Regions from separate parts of the Zea mays genome. Here region 1 is linked to region 2. A link is a contact called in public Hi-C data. All regions are on one chromosome and are shown on one strand. Each heading gives the region's core, a stretch centred on a gene start, on an enhancer-like site or on the middle of the called end of the contact. The rest is flanking DNA. Distances are from core to core; before and after follow the strand shown.

Region 1 (2,992 bases), core at 170-2,669, 75 kb after region 2:
CCAAACTATCAAAGTATGGTCATTAATTAACATATAACTATATATTTTCTTGTTGTATAAGAAATTAGGAACTATAGGCATTCATACACGATTATTTCGCTTATTCAAAAATTGAACCAAGTATTCATTTTTTTAGCATATAGTAGACCATAGCATAATATACGCAAGAGTTGGAGCCCTAAAACTTTGGAGGCCCTGTGTGATCAGTCCATATGCGCTGGGCGATGCACGGGGCTGGCTATTACTAAATTAAACTGAAAAAATGATGTTCTTCTCCTCGCCAAACTCATTGATTAAAATCAACTAGTCATATGCACATGCATTGCTACGGTTTATATATATAACATAGGATAAATTTGTTTTAATAAAGCACAAAATATATGTTTTTATTGATTAGGTATGTGTGAATGTGGAGCCAGCAACCAAGGTTCAAACACTCACTTATACATAATTTTAACTTATTTTTTACATAAACTCTTCTATTATAGTAGTAGAGAAGAGATTATAGGAGTGCATGTTGATTCTAAAAATGTATGGTTTTTTTAAAAAAATATTAACATGGGACGACTGTTGAAACCGATGCTTTAATATAGTAAAGATGTGACATTAAATTAAGAAACCAGTCTTTTTTTGTTGCAAAGATTAATGTCAATGTTGTACTCCCCCTATACATTTTTCTTCTACGTATATGTTCTCGGCACAGTGACCAAGTTAGGAGGAAACTTGCTTCGTTTTTTTATGTTAAATGGGATGTCACAATTGTTGGGCCCATGCCTGCATGTAGCTAGCAACTGACTGTAAACAACTCAACGGTCAAGCAGCTGGAATGTCTGCACGCAGTACTCCGCACACAGAGACAGTAGTGAAAAGACCACCTACGATTCCCAATGCGGTTGGCGACAAAGAAAACTCGAAATGTGTTTTTCTCGTGGATACTTTCATATTTAACTCAATCCACGTATACTAAAATAGACTAAATTATAACTTAAACTAATTTACAATACAATCTATCTCAATATACATTGATTAAGGTGAATACAAGAGTATTCAAACAAGTCCTGAAGAAAAATGGAGGAATGGGAGTAATTTAATTTCCTCCAACCTATTGTGCAATCTCTAACGGGCGACAGAAGTTATATTCAATGTGTCACCAAATACATAATCCACCAATGGGGTAAAGCGGCGACTTGGCATTGTTGGACGCCAAAGCAAGTTTTTTTAAAAAAAAACAAACAAAAAGAAGGTGTACATGGAAGAGCACAGATGACGGGGCGCAGAGGATCCGAGCAAAACTCCAATATTCTACATGTAGCCTCTTTTAAGAAAGTACGGGCATGACCAGAGCACGCTGGGGGCAGTGGAAGATTCGGCGCATAATCCGTTCCGGAAGGGGAATATCCAATGGGATATGTCAAGATCCTCTGCGCGTCCCTGTCCCAGCCTTCAAAGCCTCGGTCCTTCTCTGTCAGTTTCTCTCTAGTCTCCAGTACCAACCATTCAACGCAACTCCCCGCGCCGTTGTTTCGAAATGGCAGCACACGGCTGCCCAGCCACCGTATCAGAGGCCTTGGGGGCTTCACCTCAGTTTACTCCGTGTGCTGGGCATTCTTGCTTGCCGAAATACAGTGGTTCTTCTTGAGCTGGAGTTGATAATGTAGTAGCTCTCGTTCTTCCGAGTTCTCGTACGTGTGGCACACTCCACGTGGTAGTGAGTGTCTCTATCATTATCTTAAGGATTAAAAAATCTGTTCGGTAGCCGCCCGCCTAGATTTATTGAGGAAGAGGCCAAATCTGAAATAGATCAAAAAAAAAACCCAAGTGGCCACTTGTACTAACGGTCAAGTCAGGTGACATTGGTGAGTAGTAGCCAGAAAAGTATGAGATCCATAGCGCGGTCCACCTAAGTCGACAATAAAACATATCTGTTTGATGTTGACATCGACAAAGATGTACATGCTAATTCGTTAAGCTTTAGGTCCAGGTGGACGACCATTATATGGGGTCGTAGTGCTTTTACTTGTTATAATTGACCATAGGTGGTACGGACATGTTATTTAGACGTGTTTTTAGGTTTTATATTTTAGAGCATATATAGCTACAGTCATATAAATAGTTGTGATGATCGTATTAATGTTTATAGAAATTTGATAGGATAACGGGGTGGAGGTCTTTTTTTTCTCCTTAGCTAGCCGTGGTTGTCTTAACCTCTTGTACTTTTCTTTCTTAACTACACTGTGTTGTGCTCTATCTCTATTCGGAAATCATGGTTTTGACCCGGATCGCCTACATGGTTACGCCTTTTTAATTTGTTGTTGTAAGAGATAAGTATGTGCCGTTTCGTTCATCAATACTAATGCGGCAAAACCGATAAACAATTGCAATGACGATGCACAGAGAATTATAGCTTTCCCATTTTCACCGCGGAAGAGGATTTAGGAGAGACAAATCCTCATCTGCTTACATATTTCTAGGTCGAATATTCTTCTTCGAATTCGAGATAATTGGATATTTGTCATTAGATTGAAATTGTTTCGTCAAATTACCATCCAGTTGATATTTCATAGACTCAGATGAACTCATAATTTATAGGCACATTGGCAACTATAACAACAAAGCAACGTTCTAAGTGTGGTAAGATACCAATTATTCCTTTTAGGAAGCGGATACCACATCATATATATATACAATATATGCACATATAGCTTACAGAAAACGTGCACACATCACCATGGATGGAGCCACCGAAGTCAAGAAAGGGGACCCAGATGTTAGCAGGAAGACTTGCCGATCTGAATCGATTTATCTCAAGATTAGCATAACGAAGCTTACCATTCTTCGAAGTGCTAAAGTCAGCAAAAGTATTTCATTGGGGACCAGCGCAGCAGCAAGCCTTCGAAGAGTTGAAGCAATAGTTGATCCAGCTAACAACTCTTTCCCTGCCATCGCCAGGGGCTCCTCTTCTACTATATGTGTCAGCTTCGCATTGCACTGT
Region 2 (2,924 bases), core at 242-2,741:
TCTTTCGCCACGAGTGTTCCGAGAATCTAGATGCATCCAAACTAAAAGATGTACTTGCACTCATGTACGAGATATAGCTAATTTCTCGCGAGAAATCAACGCAATTACCGCAGGCCACAATTTCTCGGCATAGATTAATTTTTAGCAACATTCCTTTGTTAATAGCGAGAATAAATGGACTCTTGCTATTTCAACTCAGTCACTAGTATGCATACTCAACGACACTGACATGTATTGTCCCTTGCTGACAAGCAACACAGCAATTCGTCTCTTTATTTGACCCATGTTAGCTATGGCAAACACTGATTGTTAGCCCCAGGAATCTAGAGGCTTCATCCCTAATTCACAGCCACAGTCCAGGCTAAGTTGCTACTAGCTACTACAAAACAAAATACATAGACAATAAACTTACCAGGAAGAGATAAACAACAACGGAGACAACAAAATTCTGGAAAACTAATCAACCATAAGAGTGACATGAAAGCAACACATGCGACGCGGCGGGACGGGAGTGTGCGGCGGCGGAGGACTTATTACCTGTGTAGTTGAGGGCGCTGTAGTTCTCCAGCAGCACCATCTCGCCGTGGAAGTCGACAATCTCCTTGCGCACCCGCATGAGCTCCTCCTTGGACTCCCGCCCGGCCGCCCTGGCCACCCGGTCCTGCAGCTCCTGCTCCACTCAGCCACGGCCAAGCAACCCGATCAGATCAAAGAACGCGAAAATCATTAGGGAAACAAGGGGAGGAAGGAGGGCGGATAGGGCGAGCAGGCACCTTCTGACGGATGATGTACTCCTCCTCTTTCTCGACGAAAAAAGAGTTGAATTTGTCGAGCTCAGCCTCCAGGAGCTGCATGAACTCCGCCTCCTCTGGCGTCATTGCCGCCGCGGCCGCGGCCGCGTCAGCCTCCCCGGAGTCGTCGCGGCGGGCCCGCTTCGGCTGCCGCTCAGCCCCGTTCCCGGCGCCGATGAGCTTGAGGCGCTTCTTGAGATCCTTGTAGGACAGGAACTTGTCGCGCCACTCCGGGAGCGTCTCCACGATCTGTCCGCTCAGGCTCTTGCCGAACTTCATCGCCGCCGCCGCCTCCTCCTAGCCGCAGTAAAGAAATGAGATTCGCGGAGGGGGAGTGGATGAGTGGTGGGGTGAACGGATTGCGCCGGTGATCGTCGCGGTGGCGGGCGGCTGATGGGGTGGTGAAATAGAGGGGAAGGGAAAGGGGGGAGACGAACGGACGGACGGAAGGATATGCGGGGCGGGGGAGGTGGGAAGCGGCGAATATTCGCGTGGAAGGATATTATTGTTGCGGTGCGTGCGCGACGCGAGTTTTATTCCTCGCCCTCTCACTCGCCGCCGAAAAGGCCACTTCGATGGAAGACGCCGACGTGAGGTGGACGGAAGCGGAGACGGGGAAGACAGGGACCCGGGGGCCGGGGCCGGGTGGGGGTGGTCTGGTGGGGCGTTCGGCTTCGGCCGTGGAGCTATGCGGCAAAACTGGCACGTGTAGTCGGGCACGCAGCACAGCTGCACAGGACGGGGGCTTGCTTGGTGAGCTGACACGATCACGTACCCACATGGAAGAAGGTTGCCACTGGCACCGTGGCTGTGTAGTTGCTGGTTTTGTCCAAGTGCTGGCGTAGTGGCGTTTGGTTGACATCCGCCGACGGGATGCCAGGGATGAGCTACTTTTCACGAGATAGAATACATGAATTTCAGACTAGTTTGAAAACTCTATCTTTTCAAAAGATTCCTATTTTAACAATAGAAAATAAACTATTTTTTTGGCGAAATAAAAATCCCTTAGAAAAATGAGCTTACCAAACTAGCCCTTTAAAAAGTTCTCTTAGAAACTCGCTTATTTTTATAAGGAAGAAAATATAGGAAACGCTCATATTTCAAGAGTTAGACTATCTCCAACCGCTTACTCATCCACATACACATATTTAAACTTCACTTTTCAAACAGTGCAGTCTATAATGTAGAACGGTGTCTTGGGTGATCATATGAGTGGACTGCTGGACATGGTCTTAGTCTAATGGAGTTCAATTTAAAGACATCAAGCATTTGATTTGGGGATATGAAGGACAAGAACAAAGTTATTGGTGGGAGGTTTATTCGCTCACCGTGGCAAGTTAGCCAGCGAACCAAGATCTTTGTAGGTCTTCAATAAGTCTTCTAATATCTTGTTTTGACGTGTTGATCTTCTTGATCGCCATGTTGCCTTCACCCAAGTTCATGATGTATCCTTTGAACTATATTCATAAACACTAACAAACAACATTAGTTCAAATGGTTATGTTGATCACTAAACACCAAAAATCGTTAATCAAATGGGTCGAGGTCCGCTTTCCTTGTAACAAGCTCTACCAGTTACTACTCTTTTGACACTATCTGTCATAATGATGATTACTATTGTGCCACCTACACCGACAATGCCAACCAATTAGACAAGGGGCTCCACCCCCAAATGGTTGTTGTACCTTTAGCGCAAGAGTTGACACCTTCTGCAACATGTTGCCAGGACCGATTAGATGCCTCGTCAGACTCCCTCCCCCGTAGATCTCTCTTGTTCCACCAGCTGGCCAGTCAACGCTAGAGACAGGGCTCATCCTTTGTGGATACATGACTTCTTCCTCGCTAGAGACAGGACACTCTCCTAATATAGTTTGAGCTCAGGCCTCACCATTTAGTACCTGGCACAACTATTTATTTTCCTTCTTAGGACCCTTAGGTTTTGTCACTGTTGGTGCTTGATGCCAAAGAGGAAGAGGGGAGTATGTGTTAGGGGGAGAGGTCCAAGAGAGGGTAGTATGTAGATAGGAAGAATGCTATTGATAGGGCGAATGAGAGATACACATGAGTTTGATTTGTCATGTGCTTTATGTGTGATACTCTCATATGCACTCTCTTTCACATGCTCATGCATTG

Evidence for each region. Hi-C and Micro-C count contacts between places; a contact is called where the count stands out from the background.
Region 1: a contact with region 2 is called in a Hi-C map of leaf, with 5 times the contacts expected there. The contact joins the enhancer-like site here to the promoter of LOC103638683 in region 2. A contact is called at or near these places in 18 of 25 Hi-C or Micro-C datasets (bundle sheath, ear, endosperm and 6 more) and 2 of 3 datasets of contacts at active chromatin or transcription factors (leaf and seedling).

What each region holds. Positions count from the first base shown.
Region 1 is chr9:94,803,857-94,806,848 of Zm-B73-REFERENCE-NAM-5.0, forward strand. No RefSeq gene overlaps it. Among protein-coding and RNA genes, the nearest start is that of LOC103638685, 21 kb to the right of the region's middle. Within about 2 kb of position 1,420, at least 18 of the 20 cell types and tissues checked have an H3K27ac peak or open chromatin away from gene starts, as enhancers often do. A contact at or near this core is called in bundle sheath, ear, endosperm and 5 more, where this site is marked.
Region 2 is chr9:94,729,278-94,732,201 of Zm-B73-REFERENCE-NAM-5.0, forward strand. LOC103638683 (SPX domain-containing protein 1) reads right to left here and starts at 1,492. Exons shown (of 3, transcript XM_020544011.3): 1 at 774-1,492; 2 at 538-670. The coding sequence starts at 1,070.